2 separate regions of the Sus scrofa genome follow, and region 2 is linked to region 1. A link is a contact called in public Hi-C data. All regions are on one chromosome and are shown on one strand. The core of a region is the stretch at or near the end of the contact, and the rest is flanking DNA. Distances in the headings are between cores, read along the strand shown.

The links. Hi-C and Micro-C count contacts between places; a contact is called where the count stands out from the background.
Region 2: a contact with region 1 is called in a Hi-C map of liver, with 7 times the contacts expected there. The contact joins the promoter of LOC110260999 here to the promoter of LOC106510528 in region 1. A contact is called at or near these places in 2 of 47 Hi-C or Micro-C datasets (heart right ventricle and liver).

Annotation. Positions count from the first base shown.
Region 1 is chr6:45,740,781-45,745,690 of Sscrofa11.1, reverse strand. It overlaps LOC106510528 (zinc finger protein 461), which reads right to left and starts at 1,847. Exons shown (of 4, transcript XM_021097140.1): 1 at 1,701-1,847. The coding sequence starts at 1,709.
Region 2 is chr6:50,770,904-50,775,472 of Sscrofa11.1, reverse strand. LOC110260999 reads left to right here and starts at 2,724. Exons shown (of 2, transcript XR_002344680.1): 1 at 2,724-2,954. It overlaps LOC100737582 (zinc finger protein 226-like), which reads right to left and starts at 2,588. Exons shown (of 13, transcript XM_021097546.1): 1 at 2,429-2,588.

The sequences.
Region 1 (4,910 bases), core at 598-3,097:
AAAAGCCTTATCTTTTAATGAGGAATTACAAAACAATATGTATTGTAGTCCAATCTTTGGAAGAAAAATACTTATGTCCATAAGCATACATGTATTTACATAAGGGTGAAACCGTCTGCAATAAAATGTTCAGAGTGGTTTAAGAATTATAGATAACTTTTATTTTAAAGTAATATAACAAAGGAATTTTTTTTCTTTTTAGGGCTGCACCTGCAACATATGGACATTCCCAGGTCCAGTCAGAGCTACAGATGCCGACCTACACCACAGCCCCAGCCATGCAGGATCCCAGCCATGTCTGACTCCTATACCACAGCTCAAGGCGACGCCAGATCCTTAACTCACTGAGCAAGGCCAGGGATTGAACCCACATCCTCAAGGATACTGGTCAGGTTCCTTACTGCTGAGCCACAATGGAACTCCCATAACAAAGGAATTTTTGAAGGTTAATATGAACATTTCAGGGAAGAAGCAGCACTCAATAATCTTAGACACTTTTTGTACATGCAACAGTGCTATTCTTTTAGCCCATTTGAGGTGGGGTTTTTTTGGTCTTTGTGCCATTTCTTGGGCCGTTCCCACGGTATATGGGAGGTTCCCAGGCTAGGGGTCTAATCGGAGCTGTAGCTGCCAGCCTACACCAGAGCCACAGCAACGCGGGATCCGAGCCACGTCTGCGACCTACACCACAGCTCATGGCACCGCTGGATGGTTAACCCACTGAGCAAGGGCAGGGATCGAACCCGAAACCTCATGGTTCCTAGTTGGATTCGTTAACCACTGCGCCACGACGGGAACTCCCCATTCGAGGTGTTTCTAAGGGGAATGGCAGAAATAGTGAGGCAGAGAAAAATTATGAGATAACAGGCTTTTCCTGCAGCTCAAACTTTGTGTGACTTTTGAGTGTGATATGCAGTAGCCAGAGCCGTGGAGACTACATTTCTATGATTGTGTGAGCTATGTTTCTATGTTCTAGGTCATAAGTTTCTGCTCTATGTTATGTTCTCTATTTCTATGATTCTTGTGTGAGCTCTTCAGATCCTGTGAGAGCTCTTCAGTTGAGGAAGTAGACTAAGTTGGCAAGGGTAGTGCTTGTTTGTTTTTTGGCTGCGCCTGTGACATGTGCAAGTTCCTAGGCCAGGGATCGAACCCGGGTCACAGGAGTGACCCAAGCCACTGCAAGGTGATAGTGCAGTTGGATCCTTAACCTGATGAGCCATAAGAGAACTCCAAGAGTAGTTTTTTTGTTTTCATTACTTGCTGTTGCTATAATATATGTCGCTTTGCCTGAAGTTTTGTGATAATAAACATGGGGTAGCTTATGTGATTTTGGTTTTATGACGCGTGTATGAATCCACAGGTGACTACTGGAATGTCTCCCTAACTACTTCGTTGCGTGGTTGTAAGGGTTTGTGTAAATGTGCTTTTCTTTTATATAAATAAATGGGGCTTACACAAAGAGCCAATTGCAATCATGGTCACAAACACAAACGTCATTTACACATATGCCCATGCACACAATTACACTGTCACAAAAGCATGACTCCAGGAGCTGTCACAACAGCCAAATACACTTAGTCCGGAGACTAATTTCCGTCACACACCCACATCCTAATCCCTCCCTCCGGTTGCTCCTGCACTTAGAAACCTAACACTCCAGACACTCCTCTTGCCAGTCCTGGGGCGACAGGATTCGTTACCTTCAGCATCCTCAGGAGGAGCTCTGGTCCAAGCTCTGACTCGAATTCCAGGACCCACGCAGAGCCCTGCCTACTGAACCCGTCCTGGGAAGCCCTCAACCGCCTCTGCCGCTGACCATTCACCCGACGTTCCTACCGGAAGTAGCTCTGGCGCGCTGTGGGCTCTGGGAAACGTAGTCCGCGAGCAAGGAGCCTGGGAGGCTAGCGAAGTAGGTAGATCTTCCGCCAGACTTCCTGCCGCACCTGCGCGCTTTCAATGAGGCTATGAGAGATGCCACCACCGCCCAACTGAGGGGCGCAAACTCGGATCTGATGCAGAGAGCTTCAGCCTCTGCTGTGCGGTTGCTATGCTGGATGTGTTTTCTGTCCACGTATCCGAAAGCGCGTCAGATCGAGAGGGAGAGGATTATGTGACAGCGAGTGGAGGGTGTCAAGCGTGAGAAAACTCGTATGTGAAAGCGGATGTGGTGCATACTTGTATAGGTTTAGGCGGTGAGCTTGGCCACGCGCAGTGTTTGTGTGGTGGCATAATGTGATGTGATTTAGGTATGCGCTTGAGACAGTGATTGGTTACTCATGATTGCGGGTGGCGCGGTTACACAGGCAATGACCTTGTAACATTCAGTGTGCCAGGTCTACCTGTGACTACTGGGAGGATTTGGCTGTGGCGAGTGTCCGCGGGTGAATTTCACTAGAGAAGGGAGGAAGCTTGTCTCTTAGGACTAGGAGGCACCGAATGGATGAATCACAGATTCCTGGTGAAGGGTGAACTGGTTCTGAGCCTTATCTTGGCGGTGGAGGGGAGGGGGGGGTTGTGAGGTGATACTGTGTGTCTAAGTGTGCATGAGAGACTGGAATTAACTGAGAGGGGTGGAAACTAGTACAGATTAACTGCCAGAAGGGACAAATCTATGGTAAAGATTTTTAACCTTGCTGAGAGGCCAGAAACCCTATCTCTTGTGTGAGGAAATGTATCTGTGAGAACATGGGATTGTGTTTCTTTGTCGATTCTTGATCATATGTGTGAGATGGTGTGCACTTGAGACTATCACTGGGAGAGAGTGTTGAGTGAAACGTACGAAGTTTGTGAAAGTGGTTTGTGACTAGAGCCAAATCTCTGGATGAATTTTATGACAGTGAAAATATATGTTCAGTGAGTGAGTATAATGCTGTGATTTGAGTTTGATATTTTAACTGAGTATGATTGGGTAGGAGATCACATGAGAGATTTGGTAGATACATTTTTGTGTGTGTTAGAAGGCAACTTATGTAAGTTAAAATCTTGATAGAGATAGTGTATATGGTTGTGATTTTATATTAGTAACTACATGAGAGACTGCAGTATTACAAGTGTGTGAGATTGAGTTTACTACCTATAAAAAGACAATGATGGGAATTCCCATAGTGGCTCAGTGGTTAATGAATCCGACTAGGAACCATGAGGTTGAGGGTTCTATCCCTGACCTCGGTTGGTGGTTTAAGGATCCGGTGTTGCTGTGGCTCAGATCTCGTGTTGCTGTGGCTCTGGCGTAGGCCAGTGGCTACAGCTCTGATTAGACCCCTGGCCTGGATCCTCCATATGCCGCGGGTTTGGCCCTCAAAAAACGAAAGACAAAAAAATAAATAAAAAGCAAAATGACCATGACTTTTTTTTTTTAATTTCTGTCATGTGGTAACTGGAAGAATGGTTGATGTTCTTTGGTAGACGTGAAAGATGGTAAGTCTGCTAAACTCTTTAACTTGACCTGTATAAATGGAAGAGTTCTAGGGCAAGAGAACAAAAGTCTAGCTTGAATGATAAGAGTCACAGCCCCTCATTTCTCAGACTTAACCCTCTATACAGACTTAGAACCTCTGCAATGAGTGGCCCTGCTACATTACCAAAAATTTACATTGTTAAATTTTCCCCTAAGCTTTCCCAAAGGAACCTACAGCCTTTACCCGGATAACTATGTCAAGGAAAAGGAAGTGATCAGAACTTTCAGGGAATACTGAACACTGGTTCTGGACACTAATTTTAGGAGACCCAAAACATCACTGTGGTTCACTAGTCAGGGTGGACCAGGGCCTGTAGCAGTCAGGTGATCGATGAAGTTTTAGCTCAAGTCCATCTAAAGTAGACCCTAAACCCATCCTGTGGTTTTTTCCCCCCCCAAGTCCTGGAATGGATAATTGGGATAGACATACTCAGCAGCTGTTAAGAATTCTCACATGGGTTCTCTGTCCTGTTGAGTGAGGGCTATGATGGTGGGAAAGGACAAGTGGAAGCTACTAGAACGGCCTCTACCTAGAAAAACAGTAAACCAAAAGAAACACTGCATTTCAGAAATCAGTGCCATCATTAAGGGCTTGAAAGATGCAAAGGAGGTGATTCCCACCACATCCATATTCAACTTGCCTATTTGGCCTGCGCAGAAGACAGATGGACACTGGAGAATGATAATGGATCATCATAACCTTAACCAGGTGGTGACGCCAATTGCAGCTGCTGCACCGAATGTAGTTTCATCCATTGAGCAAATTAGCACATTCCTGGTACCTGGATGTAACTATTGATCTGGCAATTTTTTTCTTCCCTCGTATTAATGAAGACAACCAGAGGCAGTTTGCTTTCAGCTGTCAAGGCCAGCAATACATCTTTGATGTCCCACTTCAGGGCTCTATCAACATTCCAGCCTTATGTCATAATTTAGTTCACAAAGATCTTAATTACCTTTCCCTCCACAAAATGTCATGCCGATAAATTTCACTGATGACAATATGCTGATTGGGCCTAGTGAGCAAGAAGTGGCAACTACTCTAGATTTATTGGTAAGACATTTGTGTATCAGAGGGTGGAAAATAAATCCACCAAAAACTCAGGGACCTTCTACCTCAGTGAAATCTGTAGGGTTCCAGTGGGGTGGGCATGTCAGATACCCTAAGGTGAAAGATAAGTTGTTGCACCTGGCTCCTCCCACAACCAAAAAATGAAGTGCAGCAATGGATCCATTACCATGGAATTCCTGGTCTTACTATGTTCCCTTCCATCCCAAGGCACTGGCTTGATAGAACAATGGGATGATCTTTTGAAGACTCAACTACAATGCCAGCTAGGTGGCAGTTATCTTGCAGGGCTGAGGCAAAGTTCCCCAGAAGGCTATATATGCTCTGGATCAGTGTCTAATATCTGGTGCTGTTTCTCCCATGGCCAAGATTCACAAGACCAGT
Region 2 (4,569 bases), core at 1,475-3,974, 5.0 Mb before region 1:
CTTGTCAGTATTTGGAAATTGCCATAATTAAAACAAATAAGAAAGGTATGATAAAAATTTGTAGAAGTTCCTGCTGTGGCACAATGGGTTAAGGATCCAGACTTGCCACAGCTGTGGCACAGGCCACAGCTGCAGCTTGAATTCCATCCCTGGCCCAGGAACTTCCATATGCTGTGGGTGCAACAACAAAAAAATGTTTTTTTATAAACAAATATACAAAAAACCCCACTAAACAGAAATGCATTAGAAACTTAACAGCTACTATCTTAAAATTTTTTTTAATTTTTTGGTCATTTTAGGGGCACACCCAAGGCATATGGAAGTTCCCAGGCGAGGGGTGGAATCAGATCTTTAGCTGCCGACCTATACCACAGCCACAGCAATGCTGGATCCTTAACCCACGAAGTGAGGCCAGGGATCAAAAGCAAATTCTCATGGATACTAGTCAGGTTCAATACTGCTGAATCACAATGGGAACTCCACAGCTGCTATCTTTGCACCCTGAATGAATGAGTAAATTAAAAAAACTGTTTTCTCTCATGTTTCTGTAATTCCTGAATATTCCACAATGATACAGTTCTACAAGAATAAGAAGTATTCAGGGAGTTCCCGTCGTGGCGCAGCAGAAACGAATCCGACTGGGAATCATGAGGTTGCAGGTTTGATCCCTGGCCTAACTCAGTGGGTTAAGGATCCTGTGTTGCCATGAGCTGTGGTGTAGGTCACAGTCGCGGCTCAGATCTGGCATTGCTGTGGCTCTGGTGTAGGCCGGCAGCTACAGCTCTGACTAGACCCCTAGCCTGGAAACCTCCATATGCCGTGGGTGTGGCCCTAAAAAAGGACAAAAAGACAAAAAAAAAAAAAAAGTATTTGGGAGTTCCCTTGGTGGCACAGTGGGCTAAGGATCCAGTGTTGCTACTGCAGTGGCTCAGGCCACAGTTGTGGCATATTCAATCCCTGGCCCTGGAATTTCCGAATGCCACAGCCAAAAAAATACAAGATAAAAATACAAAACAAAGACAAAAAAAGAAATATCATTTGTAACAAGCAAAACAAGAGTTCCCTTTGTGGCAGCAGTTAATGAGCCTGACTAGGATCCATGAGGTTGCGGGTTCAATCCCTGGCCTCACTCAGTGGGTTGAGGATCCTGCGTTGCTGTGTAGGGAACCTCCATATGCTATGGACTCAGCCCTAAAATGAAAAAAAAAAAAAAATTCCACAAAAAACTCCAGAAAACCAAGCAAAACAAAATAGTTGATAAAGTTTGTAAAAACTCACTGAAAAGTCTAAGCCCATTTGATTAGATTTTAAGGTCCCTCACAACCAAGTCCTAGCTAGGGTGCCTGATTCCACCTAGTTCCTAAGGCTTAAGGAGAATTACATCCAAGAGATTCTGAACTCAAGCTCTGGACTCAGGCTGCCTGAATTCCAACCCCAACTTGGCCTCCTACTTGGTGGGTGACTATGTGCAAATAATGTACAGCTCCCTAGGTCTCAATCCCATTTTACAGAATAGGGAAAATGCAATGTTTCTTCACGGAGCCATGATGTGGCATAATATACTTACTTGTGCAAAGCCCTCATCATCGAAGTTAGTTTTTTAAAATTTTATTTTACGGCCGCACCCTCGTTCTGAGCCAGGGATTGCAGCTGCGGCAACTACGGATTCTTAACCCACTGCTTCGCAGCCAGAAATCTGAAGTTAATTACCAACAATACCCATGTCCAATTACACGTTCTATATATCCTCTGATTGATGTGCCCACCATTGGAAAAAAAAAAAGGATGTCAAGTTTCATTTACTCCGGGCATTGCTCTCAGTAGCCCAGGAGTCACTCCTTCTACCTCAGTGCAGCCCTTTCTGAGAAATCACGCTGGGGAAAGAAAGAACGCTGTGGAATGCGACGATCGAGTCCCCGTCTCTGATTAAAGTTAAAGCCTCCCCTCCCTTCAAGCAATCTGGAAGCAATCCTCACCTTTCCCTCCAAAAAAGTCAGAATAGGTCCGGGATTATCCAGCATCACACAGGCAAAGACAGAAGGGCAAGAATCACTGAAGCTGGATCTCTGACCCTAACCCGGGGACCTAACCGCTCCAGGGTAAATTAACATCAAGAAGAGATGTTAATTCACTACGTGCCAGGTACTAGTTAAGACGTCAATTTGTACCATCTCTTTTAAGTCCCCAAACGATTGTATCAGGAAAGTCCTAATATCCTAATATTTTAAAGAAAAGCAACAAGAGGCACCAGGAGATTAACTCCCAACGCAAGGAAACAGAAGGGTGCGTGAAAAGTGTAGGGAGGCGGACTGGGCGAGCTGAGAGCAGGAGAACTCTCAATCCTGGGGATACGCAATTAGAGTTCGTGCCCTATCTGGGTAAAGAGACGACTCTCAATGCACAGAGGCTCTGAGTAGGGAATACACACCGCTGTCCTTGCGCCTGGGTACCTGTGCTCTCCGCCAAAGATTCTTTTCCCCTAAATCTGTTGTCAAGTCCTTGCGGCTCCCGAGCAAACATCCAGGAAGTTCAGAAGGGCCAGCTAGACTCGGAACTGACGCACCGCCCCCACAGAAAACACCAGCAAACTAACACTCGGGGAACGGAAGTGCCTACGAGTTCGCGGAGCGGCTGGACTACACTTCCCAGAATGCATCAGACCCCCGGAAGTGCAATTGGTGCGCAGAGGATCTGGACTACACTTCCCAGAATGCACCAGGCACCACCCTCCTCCCACCCACGCCCACGGAAGTGCAAGCGACTACGCGGAGCATCTGGACTACACTTCCTAGAATACCAAGGAAAACCATCGGGAGTCTCACCTTCCAGGTAGACGTGTTGGGGGCGCAGGAAGTTTCTTGCCTCCACTTCCCAGGATGCCAGGGCGGAAAGAATCCCACAGTCCCGACTTCCGTGGTGGTAGTAAGAGTCTGCTCCTGAGTCGTCCCGCGAAGGTATTCCACAGACACGACTTTTTGAAGTAGAAATCCTCCCAATTATGGCAGCAGTATTGTTGGCACGGGAGGGGGGGCGGGGGAGGAAGTGAGGAGATAAAACCTTCAAAAAATTAACTGAGGAATGACTAGGGGACGGTAGGTGATTAAAAGGAGAGTAATTTGAGTATAATCTGACAGTATAAGGCTAAAGAATAGGCGAGGTAGAATGATTTGGGTGGAAAAATGAACGAAGAAGGTATTAACCCAACTCCAGACCCTGTGGTATCACTGGTTTGGCAGGAAAAACAACTTGAAAGGGCCAAAGTGGGAGCCTGTTTTATGGAAAATTGCTTTTCCTTTATTGAGGTTATTACAATACCTACTTTGGAGGTGAAAACATTAAATTTCAGAGAAGTTAAGAAATTGTTGGAATTCCCACTGCGGTGCAGCAGAAACAATCCCTGGGTCTCACTCAGTGGGTCAGGTATCTGGTATTGCCATGAACTGTGGTGTAGGTTTCACACGTCTTGGATCCTGCGCTGCTGTGGCTGTGGTGTAGGCAGAAGTTGTAGCTCTGACTGGACCCCTAGCCTGGGAACCTCCATATGCCAAGGGTTCTGCCCTAAAGACCAAAACAAAAAAAGTACATTAATGGCTAAGGCTACTTCTTTACCTTTAATTAACGGCATTAACAATGCTGAAAATCTTGGCATTGGACTCCCAATGCCAAGGCTGACTCCCAAAGCCTATGATTTGTTTTTTTGTTGTTTTTTTTTTGGCCACCCTGTGGCATATGGAGTTCCCAAACCAGGGATCAGATCCAAGCTGCAATTACAATCAAAACTGCAGCTACAGCAACAATGGATCCTAAACCTTCTGTGCCAGGGCCAGGAATCCCAAAACACTGCCAATCCTGTGCACAGCAGGAACTCCCAAAGCCTATGATTTAATGTTAGAGCAGTGAGGAGTCTACTGGTGAGGGAAGATGTTTTGTATTAAGAGTTTTTCCTTTATATTTTCTGGTTAAAGTATCTTTATTACAATAGTAATTTAAAAACACATGTTGGAGTTTCTGTCGTGGCTCAGTGGTTGACGAATCTGACTAGGAACAATGAGGTTGCGGGTTCGATCCCTGGCCTTGCTCAGTGGGTTAAGGATCCAGCGTTGCCATGAGCTGTGGTATAGATTGCAGATGCATCTCAGATCCTGTGTTGCTGTGTTGCTGTGGCTCTGGCGTAGGATGGCAGCTACAGCTCTGATTGGACCCCTAGCCTGGGAACCTCCATATGCTGTGGGAGCAGCCCTAGAAAAGGAGAAAAGACAAAAAAATAAAAAATAAAAAAATAAAAGCACATGTTACTGAAAGCTAATTAAATATAGCATAAAGTAAAATGGGGGGGGGCGGAGCACCTAGACTCCTTCCCCTTGAAGGTAAGTTTTTTTTCTCCCTGTAAACATACATATATGTATCATCATATACATTTTTAATGAAATCCCATGTTAAACTCAGTATAGGCTAGACATTTTCTAATATCAGCACTGAAAATCTCTTTCCAAATGTTGGCTATATAATGCTTCACTGAATGAACTGAGAGTTGAAAGCAAAACTGCCCCTGACATTAGGAAGCTGGTG